2 separate regions of the Sus scrofa genome follow, and region 1 is linked to region 2. A link is a contact called in public HiChIP or PLAC-seq data. All regions are on one chromosome and are shown on one strand. Each heading gives the region's core, a stretch centred on a gene start, on an enhancer-like site or on the middle of the called end of the contact. The rest is flanking DNA. Distances are from core to core; before and after follow the strand shown.

Region 1 (6,471 bases), core at 2,808-5,307, 580 kb after region 2:
TTACCTTTAGCTTCTTACCTTTTAATATTTTTCTGCATAGGCTCTGTCACTGCCTGACATTGTTCACTATTACTGTTCATGAGAAGCTCCCTCCAGGAGGGAGAAGCTTTATCGGTGTTGCCCACCACTGTGTGCACAACTCCCGGCCGCTGTGGGTGTGTGCTCCCCGCATACGGGTGTGGCCCTGCGCCCACACCCAGCACCCCTCTGCCCCTGGCCCTTCTTTTTTCCAGGGGTTGTACCATTTCTCACTCCAGATTGCATTTTACTTTCATACACCTTGACCTCCAGCACCCTCACCCGGCATCACAGCCCATGCTCTTTCCCTATCACCAAAAGCACGCATTTAGTCATAGCTGCGATGTCTTGGTAAGTCTTACTGTCATGAACATTCTTTGGTAGTTTAAAATTGAGCTTTTAAGAAAATAAGTTACTGCTTATGAGAATTACAGCATTACTGTTAGAATTTTGTGGATTTGACAAGTGGGTCTCAGGTGTGAAGCACGTTGTATAAGGGTGATGAGCTAAGAAGTGGTCACATCAGGGTCCGAGCCCAGGATTCATGACCCTCTGTCTTGCTCCTACTTAAAAAAAAAAAAAAAAGCAAACTGAGGAAAACTTCACACTCTGCAATCAGTGGGTTGCCAGATGCGTTTACCGGTGGGGCCAAGGCTGCAGTGTGGATAGAGGACTTCTCCGCCACCTCAGGAAAGTTTCCGCCTGCCCATTCTAGTTCATTGGACTTCTTTAAAGTGTGTGTCAACATGGCGGTCTCTGTTTTTATTGTATTGTATTTTTTAATTGATTTATTTAGCTTTTTTTCTTCTCTCTCTGTCTCTTCCTTCCTTCCTGCCTTGCCTGTGGCATATGGAAGTTCGCAGGCTAGGGTTCAGAATCAGAGCTATAGCTGCTGGCCTGTGCTGCAGCAACGCTGGATCCCTGACCCACTGAGCGAGGCCAGGGATCGAACCTTTGTCTTCCTGGATACTAGTTGAGTTTGTTTCCGCTGTGCCATGAGACCTCTGAGCAGTCTTTGTTTTTCGAAGCTTTTGCGATTTTTGTATCAGTTTTAAGATCCTTCCCCAGAATGTATCAGATGCCTGCGAGTGTCTGTTGAGACTTGAAATTGCCTCAAAGGCAGAAGTGCATGTGTGTCCAGGAAGCAACTCTCGGCGACCGCAAGCGTGTTAGAATGAAGGCCCTACCGCTGGGTGCGCTCCTGAGGATATCCACCGTCTTGTGGTGGCACTCGTGGAGCCGGAGTCTCTGTCCCATCCGAGCAGCACGGGTTGCATCCTGAGTGGTTGCGCAAGTCCAGACCGAGTGGACTTTTAATTAAACGGTTGCTTCTCATCCTGTTCCATGTCACTTTCTCCTGTGGGCCGCCTGCCTCACCTCCTTTGTGAAAATACTGTTCTTAACCTGAGTTTTAAGAATACTCAGCCTCGATGTTACAATTCAAGATATTCTGGAGCTGGGGTTTGAGACTTGGCTTTTCCCCAGAGGCAAGCTGAAGGGGTGTCTGTGTTCAGGTAGATTGAGTCTTGTGGGGACCCCGTGATCTGCCTGATGGTCTTGAGGGTGCAAAAATGTATGTCAGCAGCATGATGAAATTGCTAATTTGTTCATTTTCTTGCGGCTGAGATGTAATTCTGTGTATCAGTCAGCTTGTGCTGCCATAAGAAAAACAGCCTAGACTGGGTGGTTTAAACAGCAGAGCTCTGTTTCTCACAGTTCTGGAGGCTGGAAGCCCAGGATCCAGGGTGCTGGCCGCCTCACTTCCTGGCTGCGCCCCTCACATGATGGAGAGAGGGAGTGCGTTCGTGTCTCTGACTCCTCCTAAGGACACCTGCCCTTAGGTTAGGGCCCCGCCCCATGACCTCGTTTAACCTCTGCCCCCCCTTTACCAGCTCTGTCTTCACATACTGTCACACTCAGGGTTAGGAATGGACCCTGGGGTGTGTCACATGCAGTCCGGAACAGTTCAGGACTCAGGGTTTGAGATGGTCACAACGCTTAGTTTTGAATTTTAGATTAATTTCCATGTTTGGTGGGACTATAACAATTTCCTGATAAGTCAGCAAACCCTGTAAGAGCTGTTTTGACCTTAAGGAAGATATTGTTCCTCTCAACTGGGTAGGATTAAACTCGGACAGTGGCTGCTTTCATGAGACCATTTGGATGAAGCCAAGTCCCTTGCTTCAGTGGGGTCAACCGCTGATTCATATGCATAGGGAGCTGCTCTCCAAGGCTGGGCCAATGTGACCCTAAGAAGACCAAAAAAAAAAAAAAACCCTCAGTCTTGGAAAAGGGAGCTGCTCTCCAAGGCTGGGCGCTCAGGAGAGGGGGTTTCCAAGCCCCAGGACTTGTTGGGGCGGGGGCGGGGGGGTCATGGGCAAATGACATGGCCTGAGAAGGACGATTTTCCCTTGAGTTTGGAAAAATGGTGTGATTATTTGAAGTTGAGAGAATCCTATTTGTTATACATCAGTTCATCTTATTTGCCTAAATATTATGCTGTAAATGTAATTTATAGGGCAGTGCTTTCTGAATATCGAAAATCCTCCACTGGATTGTGAAGGGAAGGGCCTGTGGAGCCACCAGCTAGGGCTGGCGCAGCCAGAGGTAGCTTGCTCATGCATGGAACTTCTCTGGGTTCCTTCCTGTAAAGGATAACACCACCTGCCTCCTTCTCCTTGGAGCACAGGCTCCTGTGTTTTCTAAATTTTACCCAGTTCGTGATTTGAAGCCTGCGGTACGTGCGTTTCATGGAGCTTATAATCACCATCAGATTTACCACAACGGACTAGTGCAGTTTTGCTTTGCTGGTGACTTTCTTAGATCCCGTTCTCCCCAAATTTAGAGAACCTTTTAACTTAGCTTTTGGAAATAACCTGTTATTACTTGAGCCACATTAAATGCCTAGAGTCCTGTACGGTATGTATTTAAAGCCAGAAGAGTGATAACTGGATATGCTTTGGGGAAATTACCCTACGGTCTACAAATCCCTTAATTTACAATTCCTTACTTTATCTCGCTTGCTGCCAAATCTCATCTATCCTTCTAGACTCCTCTGTAGTCTTTAGGGTCTTTCTGCAGAGGCCCAGATTTAGCTTCCTTATAATTTCTTTCTGAAAGACTATAAAAGAAGACAGGTCTCTCATTCCAGGAGGTTTGGGGACAGTGAATGAAACATGAGCTGTTTTATAACCTCAGCCTTGTTTCTCAAGGAGAAGAGCGGCCAGTGTCAGCCCAGCCATCAGCCAGGCTGTCCCTGTGTGGCTCCAAGGAGGGCCCAGTCCTGTCCTTCCCTGCCCTGCCACCAGCGCTCCTGGATGGGCCCCTTCCCGGTGCCCTACCCTGCCCTGCCCTTGTCTTCTGCATTATTTCTTAACCAGGGCTGTGCTTCCCTTTGGCAGGGAGGTGGGCATCTTGGTTGTGCTTGGCACCTGATCTTGATGGCAGGGAAGGCCATCTGGGCCCAGCCTCGCAGGCAGCTTCTGGTGCTGTCTGAGGTGGCACTTGTTCCAGTTTGCCAGGGCTCTGCCTTCTGCCTTCTGCTGCATGAAGGCAGCTCAGGGTCTCCAGCGGGAGATGTTCACTCCATTGTTTTTGCCGCTCTCCTTCCCACCCCTTCCTGACTCACTGAATCCCCACTTGGAAAGTTGCACCCCACCTTTTGGAGGGTTGACGAATCCTCTTCAGACACGGTCAGTGCAGTGCTGACACACCGGTGGAAATGTTCCAGAAGATTCCATCATGGCATGCAGGAATTCCATCGTGGCTGCGCTGGAAGTTGCCTAGCCCGTACCCCAGCCTTTACACTGTCTCACTCGGTCCTTGACCTGACTTCAGACAACTGGTGCTCCTTGAAAAGGGCCTTTCCAGTCGACTTGGTTGGAAAGTGTTACAGTTGTAAAGGGTGAGCTGGAAGCCTCTCAGCTGGCACTTTCTGAATCCCTCCGAGGAAAATATTGGCACAAGCTCCACTCCCCGTCTGAACCCTCCTTATAAATCCACAAGCCAAGCGTTACGGAGCCACCGCGCAGGGCCAGGTCGAGCTGTGTGGGGAAACACGTCGTCATCCCAGCCGAGCCAGCCGGCTGCTTCCAGACACCAGCCCGTTTCCTTCCCTCTTCTTCCCATATTTCGAGGTTAATCTTCCTGCCACTGAAAATAGACGTGTCTAGTGAATGCAACTGACACTGCGTTTCTGTATGTTTTTTTCTTTCCAGAGAGCCTTTTCTGCAGAAGATGCAAAATAGCGTTTTTGTTTTGTTTTGTTTCTTTCTTTTTTCTCCCCCCTCCTCTTTTACTATTTCAGTAAGAAGGAAAGCGCTGGGCTTCTTGATTCAACAAGTGTTGCACCTTTGAAGGAAGGTCCCCTTTTTTCATTTTGGGCCTTTTTCCCCCCCTCTGGTTTCAGGGGGCAAGGTGCCGAGATAAGAAGCAGGAGCCTGCCGTTGATTTATTATCCTGTTCGTTACCATCTGTCTGCCTGCGCTTCGGTCTGTTAATGGAAAGCCCGATGTGAATGTGCCATGGGGCCTGGGAGATTTCCATCTTCCCAGGTTGTCTGACGGCAGAGCTCGTACACTCACTGCTGTCCGGGCCCCCGCCGGCGTCCGTGACGTGGAGAATAACCCCGGGGAGACCCTTGGCTTAGCTGCTCTATCCATCCTTCACAACCCTGTCACCGCAGATGCCGGCCAGCAAAGATGCCTCCCCCAGCAGTGTCCTTAGTGCCCGCCGGCCCACTCGTGGCGCCCCTTCCTGCTAGGGTCTCCTTTATGGAGGAATTCCAAGGGGATAGATTAAGATTGCCATCAAGTGGCTAGTCTCGGTAGTGGATGGGAGGTGCTGGGCACCACTGCTGGCTGACTTGCCACACAGTCTCCTTGACGTTCTTTGCCCCATTGTGAAGCAGAATCCAAGTCAAGGGTGCTTTCTGTCTGAGGAATTGATGGGGTTTCATTGGAAGGTGGTGGACAGAGAGAGCTCAGAACAATCTGTGTATTACACATACTCAGAAAAAAAGGCATCCGTATGAACCAAAGCTACGCCTTCCTGGATAGACTCTGAAACGCGAGGTGGGTTCAGTGGCCCTGGTCTAGCTTGAGGCCCTGGAGCTGTGAATACACGTGAACTAGAGGCTTCCTGGAGGGAACTGCGGGGCATTCATCCTCCTGCCAGTTGCGGGCCAGGAGGCCACAGCCCTCCAGCCCCTGTCGTGGAAATTGGCAGAGAGGACCATGCTGTCATCTCTGAAAGAATGGCTCACAGTCCCACCAAGGGGGAAGAGAACTAGCAGACCTGACTTGGCCATCGTCTTGGGCTCCAGCTCATTGTTTCCCAGCTCTCTACGTGGAGGAATAATTTCTTTCTCAGAAGCAATAGTTTTAGCATTAATGGGATGATTTATTTAAAGTCCTTAGTACCTGGCAGAAGGGAAGCGTTCAAAGGGCATTTGTTACTGAGGTTCTAGATATGCATTACCTGACCACTTCTCATAAAAGCTGTAGCTGTGTCATAAAACAGCACACTTAAAGGGCTGTATTAAAATTGGTTTGCTTCATTCCTGAGGTCTGGGCGCCAGCCTGTAATTAGACCTCCCCCTAGGACTTGGGGAGCAGAAACCCTGACCTAGGTAGCTAGCAGGAAATGATCCCTCTTTTGTTTTTCGCAGCAGGTCATCCCTCAGTGCTGTTGGGAAACCTGCCCAGTAGGAATAGGAAGAGTTGGGTGTGTGGGGGTGGGGCGCCCCACATGCGCACAGAGCGCTCGAGGCCGGTTTCTGAGCTGGCACTTGGTTCATGAAAGAAGATGGGTCTGTACCAGCTGGCTTGGTGGGGAGAGGCCTGAGGCCCAAGGTGGGTGGATGGAGAAAGTACATGAGGATGGCAACCAAACTTTAGGTCAGTGTCAAAGAAAGGACATTCTTAGGGCCTTTATTTTCAGAAGCTTTTTATCTTTTTATTTATTAAAATTTTTTTTTGTGTGTGGGGCCTCATCCATGGCCTGTGGAAGTTCCTGGGGTCAGGGATCGAATCTGTGCCACAGCTGTAACCAGAGCCCCAGCAGTAGATCCTTAACCCTCTGAGCCACCAGGGAACTCCTCAGCAGCCTTTTAGAAGTGATAGTGGCTATGTTATATAACCATTCACCCCGCAATCTGTCAAATCATCAACCCCAAGTTTCTGGATTCCAGCCCTTTAAAGCAATAGTGGATGCATCAAAAAGTTGGTACATTGTTATGATACGCCCTGACTTGGTCTTAGAATTCTAGTTCTGCCCTGGGTATCTCTATGAGCAGTCATCCCTTCCTTGGTTTTCTCCTTAAGTAAAATAAAACCCTCACCCCCCCTTTGGCTCACTTGGTTCTGTTTTAGTGATGAGTGATGACAGGGTGTGTCTAAGGGAGGCTTATGGCCTTCCAGCTTGCTCCATGCCCTGTGGTCTGGGGTTAGGAAA
Region 2 (5,889 bases), core at 2,782-5,281:
CCTTTTCTCCAGGCCACTCCAATTCCAGCGCAGCCTTCTCCAGTGAGCGCAGGTCCACAGTGATGGATTCTTTCTCTGAGTATCTACAGCACGCCTGTCTCGACAGACTTTTTTTTTTGTTTGTTTTGTTTTTTTGCTATTTCTTTGGGCCGCTCCCGTGGCATATGGAGGTTCCCAGGCTAGGGGTCGAATCGGAGCTTAGCCACTGGCCTACACCAGAGCCACAGCAACGTGAGATCCGAGCTGCGTCTGCAACCTACACCACAGCTCACGGCAACCCCGGATCGTTAACCCACTGAGCAAGGGCAGGGACCGAACCCGCAACCTCATGGTTCCTAGTCGGATTCGTTAACCACTGCGCCATGGCAGGAACTCCTTGACAGACATTTTAATGCTTACGCATGCTCTGGTTTTATGGGGTCTATGTGTATGTAGCTTCTATTCCCTTAAACGGATTAGGAGCTTCCTAAGGACAGTAACCAAGCATACCCTGGATTTTAGGTTCCCCATTGAGTTCCCAGCACAGTGCTACATGCGCCGAGGGTACTTATCAATTACCTCCTGCCCAACAATTTCCAAAGTTAAAATACAGCTCAAATTTCTCGTTTCAAATATGGCACAGTTCGGAGTTCCTGTTGTGGCGCAGTGGAAACAAATCTGACTAGTATCCATGAGGATGCAGGTTCGATCCCTGGCCTTGCTCAGTGGGTCAGGGATCTGGCATGGCCGTGAGCTGTGGTGTAGGTCCCAGCCTTGGCTCAGATCCCGTGTTGCTGTGGCTGTGATGCAGGCCTGCACCTGCAGCTCCGAATCGACCCCTTGCCTAGAAACTTCCATATGCCGTGGGTGTGGCCGTAGAAAGAAAAAAGTATATGGCACAGTAAACTAAGGCAGTAGTAGCTCTAACCTGAGCAAAATCTAAACCCTTAGAGTGAGGGGTTTTATGTACTCAAGGGTCTCCTTTTACAGGCCACCAGTTTGCTGAGAGTGTAGACAGCCCCCAGCTTCACAAGGTTGTCTTGTTTGTGATTGGAACCTAGAAATGCAAGCCCTTGAAAGAGTCTGACTCAAGAGTTCAGCCCTCATTTGCCCAAGAAGAAAGGTGCCCATAGCCAAGTCAAGCTGACCGGGTGAAAGCTAGGGTGTTCAGTTTCCTTTCAAATCAGCCACTATAATTGCCACTCGCATTTCACATGGCACAGATCACACCTGTGTTGTGGGGCCAGGAACAGTGGCCAGCTCACCACCTTCAGAAACCCGGGTGGCTCAGGTCCAAGGCAAACAAGACTGAACAGATGAACCACGCAGTGAGAACTGTAACATGCCACTGTAATCCAGGGAACCTACCCACAACCCAGCAGGGCAGGGTGTAGCCCGGAACGTGCCGGATTTAGGGTCCATTCCACCTTCAGCTCTGGGAAGGTGAGTCCCTGCTAACTGCTAGCGTCAAGAAACTCTCTTGCCTCTTCCTGGTCTGAAAATGTCGTTAGTCCAGTTCGATGAAGCTTCATCTTAGAAGTGAGGTGTGGCCATCTCCACGGCAGACCTGGCCTCACAAAGTCTGTACACAGAGGACAAGCCAGCCACCGACACTCCCAAGCCTGTCTGTTATGAATTAAGCTCACGGGAGCTGGTAACCACTTAGGGTGTTCCATGAACTTCGGAGGATACTGTTCTAGGAAGGCAGCCCCTCCATGTCCATTAGTTCAAAAGCCAGTCAGAATGGAAAGTGAGAGTGAAGTTGAGATGCCGTAGATTCCGCAACTTCTAAATTTAGTTAGCTCTGCACCCCCCCCAGGCCTCCCAGCCGGGAAAAACTATAGCAACTGGGTGAAAAGAGAGGGAGGATGTAACGCACTTCCCAGGTACAGCCAGGGCCTCGCGCAGTGGAGACGCTGACAGTGCCAGGTGGCTCCCGTCTTCATTCTCCTGTGATGCCAGCACCCTCTTTAGGATTCTCCCCAAGGCCGCTTAAAACACCCCTGGAAGCTCTGAAGAGGGTCCTCCAGGTTCAGGACCCTGCAGAGGGGGAAATGCAACCAGCTCTGCTGACCCTGGGGTGCACAGTGAGGTTGGTTCCTGAGTGTGAAGAAAGTTGCAGCGTGGATGTAACTGCTGCTACGGCAAGGGCCTGCCTCTGTGGGGGTGAGGCAGTAGGGCCGTGGTGCCCCTCACAGGAGGTGCAGGCGAGGGGAACCCACAGAAAACAGAGGAAGCAGTCCCTTCTGCAGGGGTGAGCTCTCCCTCTAGCGCCTCCTACCGGCCGAGCGAGCTGAGCAAGGAGAAGGGTGGTTTCTGGGGGCCCAGTCGGGGCGAGGTGAAATCCAATGTGGAAGGACGGGCGTGGAGTCAGGAGGCAATAACTTAATAACTGACACCCCTGAATGAGACAGGAAGGCTCCAAGGGCTCTGAATGAGGGGGTGACAGAGATGACTCACGGAGGCGGGGAGGAGAGCGGTCACGGCGGAGGTGGGAGGAGGTGGCTGGGTTCTGGATATTGTTAGTCTCGCTGGATTCGCTGATGACGTGCCTGTGGGCTGGGAGAGAGCGAGGAGTCAAGGGTGACTCCCACATCTTGGCCTGAGTCACTGAATGGAGACAAATCCTCAGGAAAGGGAAGGTCAGGGCAGAGCAGGCTCCCAAAAAGAGGGCCATCTGGAGCTCGGCGGGGGGCAGGTGAGCTCCGAGGGGCCCCAGCCTGCAGCTCAGGCAAGGAAAGGTCTGGGTCAGAGGTGTGAGACGGCCCACCAGAGAGATGCCTTGTAGAGCCAGGGGGGCGCATGGGATCAGCAGCGGTGTGTCAGCACTGCTCAGAAGGCCCAGCAGCCAGGAATGGGATCTGGAGTCAGGATGAGGTAGATCTGAATCTGATTCTCCCACCATTGGATATTCCCGGGCAGGTCTTCACCCCCTGAGCTTTGATTCCTCATCTGCAAAGTGGGGGTGCCAAGCATACTGGTGGCTTTGGTCCTCTGAGAGGATGCCGTGCAGTGAAGGAAGGAAAGCCCCCCAAGCCAGCACCTGACACACATTCCAGGCTGGAGAGCGAGGCCGCATCAAGTCTGTCCTCTCGGGGTGGGGTGGAGGGGGGGGACTAAGGACAGAGGACGTCAGGAGGGGAACTTGAGTGCCTCCTGACCTCCGGATGAATGTGGGCTCATGGGAGGCGGGGGGAACCGCTCCTCTTACTTGTGAATAACTGGCCTCGGAGTGAGAGACACAGGGCAACCATCAGCTATGAACAAAAAGGAAAGTCAGATTCACAAAAGGATTGTCTTTAAAAAAAAAAATCAGCAATCTTTGAAAAAGCCAGAACTGAGTTTGCAGGGCAAGAGCAACAGAGAAACAGACTCCTGCCGCGGGCTGAGCCAGGAGGCGCCAGTGCGTGCCTGCCGGGAGCCGGGAGGGGAGCTGGGCTGAGTCAGCCCGGGCGCTGCATCACGACACTCGCCCCCACACGCCAGTCACCACCCGCGGCAGATCCGCCTGGGAGCGACCCCAGCCTCCCGTTAATTGTTCACCTCTCATCAAGCACTCTCACAGGAGGCAGGCGTGTCTGTCCAAGGGCCCCGCTGCGGGGTTCTGGAAGGTGCTACTGTATTCCTGGCCCAAGAACTGAGGCCAGCTGCTTGCACAGGGCGCGCCCCTCCTGGGGGGTAGGTCAACTCAGGAAACCAAGCCACAGATCACGACGCTCAGAAAATCCAGCAGTGCAGTGAGGGAGTCTGGCCGTCCTTGGGGAGCTCCTTAAAAGCACCCCGCCTGCTGGACCCCCGGGGCGGGGGCGGGGGAGAAGAGCAGCGCCCCCATCCCCATCCCCAGGGAGGCAGGAGGGACTTCTGAACAGTCTCTCCACGGTCACCTCATTTGGTATCCGAAGCTCTTTGCGTCGCTCTGTTTACAGCAGCCTTTTCCTGCACAAGTTCCCAGCACTTTCACAATGTAAAAAATGACTGTCCGGGGATTCTGCTCCAAGCAGCTGTTTCTGGATGCTCGGACAGAGCCATCTGGAACAGAGATTCCCAACCTCAGCTGCAATCCGAGTATCTGGGGGAGGCGCTCACGGCACCGATGCCTGAGCTCGCCCGGCCGACTGCTACGGGCTACACCGTGTCCCCCCAGATTCATGGTGGAAGTCCTAACCCCAGCGCCTCAGAGGGTGCTCCTCTTGGCCATCAGGTCTTTGGAGGGTGGCTAAAGTGAAAGGAGGTCACGACAGTGGGCCAGCTCCAATGTGACCCGTGTCCTCATGAGAACAGGAGATGAGAGCACGGACCCCCTGTAAGGATGCGGGAAGAAGGCAGGCGGCTGCAAGCCCAGCAGAGAGGCCTCAGAAGAAACTAACGCTGCCAGGGCCTTGATCTTGGACTTCTAGCCCCCAGAGCTGCGAGACAATACATGTCTGCTGTTTAAGCACCACCCCACCCCCTGAAGTCTGTAGAACTTTGCTGTGGCAGCCCCAGGAAATAAACACACCGACTGAGTCAGACTCTGTGGGAATGAGGCCCAGGCATCAGTATTTACGAAGGTTCTTCACGTGTCTGGACTGCAGCTGCATTTTAGAATTCGCTGTTCTAGGCAATAAATCCCCTCCAGGCCGCTCAAACCCAGGCTGACCCTCAGGACTGCTTCACTAAGACGGCGTCACTCGAGGGGCTTGGTGTAACTTCCCTCCCTCCTTCCATCTTGAGAATAGCGAATCGGACAGATCGTTGCCCTCGCCTCGACCTCAGGCTCAGCGTCAATGAAGTTCCATCCACCCTCCTTCCACTAAAACCTGAAACCACTGGGTGTTTCCTAAGAAAATCTCTAACAAAGTCGAGGGCCTAGAAAAGGGCTCTAATCTGATGAACGACCCCGGGGGAGGGAAAAGTCTGCTTCGAAGGCAATCGAGGGACGAAGAGGCCACATCTTCCCTCTTTGGAGCACGGCCCAGTCAAACAGAATGTCTTTTTTTGGTCCACAGTAACATCTTCCTCGGAACGGTCAAGTGGCCCTCTTAAGTGCAGGCAGGGACAGGGGCAGCGGTCTCTGGGAACGGCCAGGCCTCCTTTTTTTTTCTCCTGGTTGGTTCAAAATAAGCCATCGGTGGTAGTCTGGTCACTGTGCCGCTTTAAATAATGATACTAAGAGGGGGTTTCCCTTCTGGCTCAGTGGGTTAGGAATCCGACATGGCATCCATGAGGATGTGCGATGGATCCCTGGCCTCACTCAGTGGGTTAAGGATCTGGTGTTGCCACAGGCCGCAGTGAGTTGCAGATGCAGCTCGGACCCCATGGCGGTGGTATAGGCTGGCAGCTACAGCTACAATTTGACCCCTAGCCTGAGAACTTCCATATGCTGCAGGTGCAACCATAAGAAGAAAAAAAACCAAGAATGATACCAAGATGGACAGAGAGCCTGCACCCTCCTCTCCTGATGGCCTGTGCCTCTGTGTGCCCACCTGTAACCCAGACCCGGGAAGTCGGGACAGCTGAGCGCCACATGGGGAAGGTGAACTGTCAAGGCTTTTAAGCATCCTCCCTTTCAAACATATGTGGAACCTTATCCACATATGTTTTCCCGGCACTGGTGTACCGTCCCCTCCCCCTCTTTTTTTGTTCATTCCTGAAAGCTTCTATTATCAATCACTGCATGGGGTAAATTTTCAAATCAACAGTCAGAGTTTTTAAGCTGCATGACTTCTATTACACTCAGAGGAGGCAGGTGACCAACATCGTTTTGAGATGCAGTCTCAAAACCGCGCTCAGCGGCTTATTTCCTTGGTGTTCATCCATTCACCTTCACGGCCCATATCAAGGCTGGGTTGTGACAAAGGCTTCTCCGAGGATGGCTCTGTCTCTCGCGGAGGGCCCAGGCCGAGAGGGGAGTGGAGACAATGGGCTAGG

Evidence for each region. HiChIP or PLAC-seq counts read pairs in DNA pulled down with a chosen protein or histone mark.
Region 1: a contact with region 2 is called in an H3K27ac HiChIP or PLAC-seq map of skeletal muscle, with 4 times the contacts expected there. The contact joins two enhancer-like sites. A contact is called at or near these places in 2 of 2 datasets of contacts at active chromatin or transcription factors (alveolar macrophages and skeletal muscle).

The regions. Positions count from the first base shown.
Region 1 is chr7:11,486,749-11,493,219 of Sscrofa11.1, forward strand. All of the region lies in intron 3 of JARID2 (protein Jumonji), which reads left to right. Among named protein-coding and RNA genes, the nearest start is that of JARID2, 130 kb to the left of the region's middle. Within about 2 kb of position 4,058, at least 24 of the 83 cell types and tissues checked have an H3K27ac peak or open chromatin away from gene starts, as enhancers often do. A contact at or near this core is called in skeletal muscle, where this site is marked.
Region 2 is chr7:10,907,995-10,913,883 of Sscrofa11.1, forward strand. No RefSeq gene overlaps it. Among named protein-coding and RNA genes, the nearest start is that of MIR9807, 150 kb to the left of the region's middle. Within about 2 kb of position 4,032, at least 25 of the 83 cell types and tissues checked have an H3K27ac peak or open chromatin away from gene starts, as enhancers often do. A contact at or near this core is called in skeletal muscle, where this site is marked.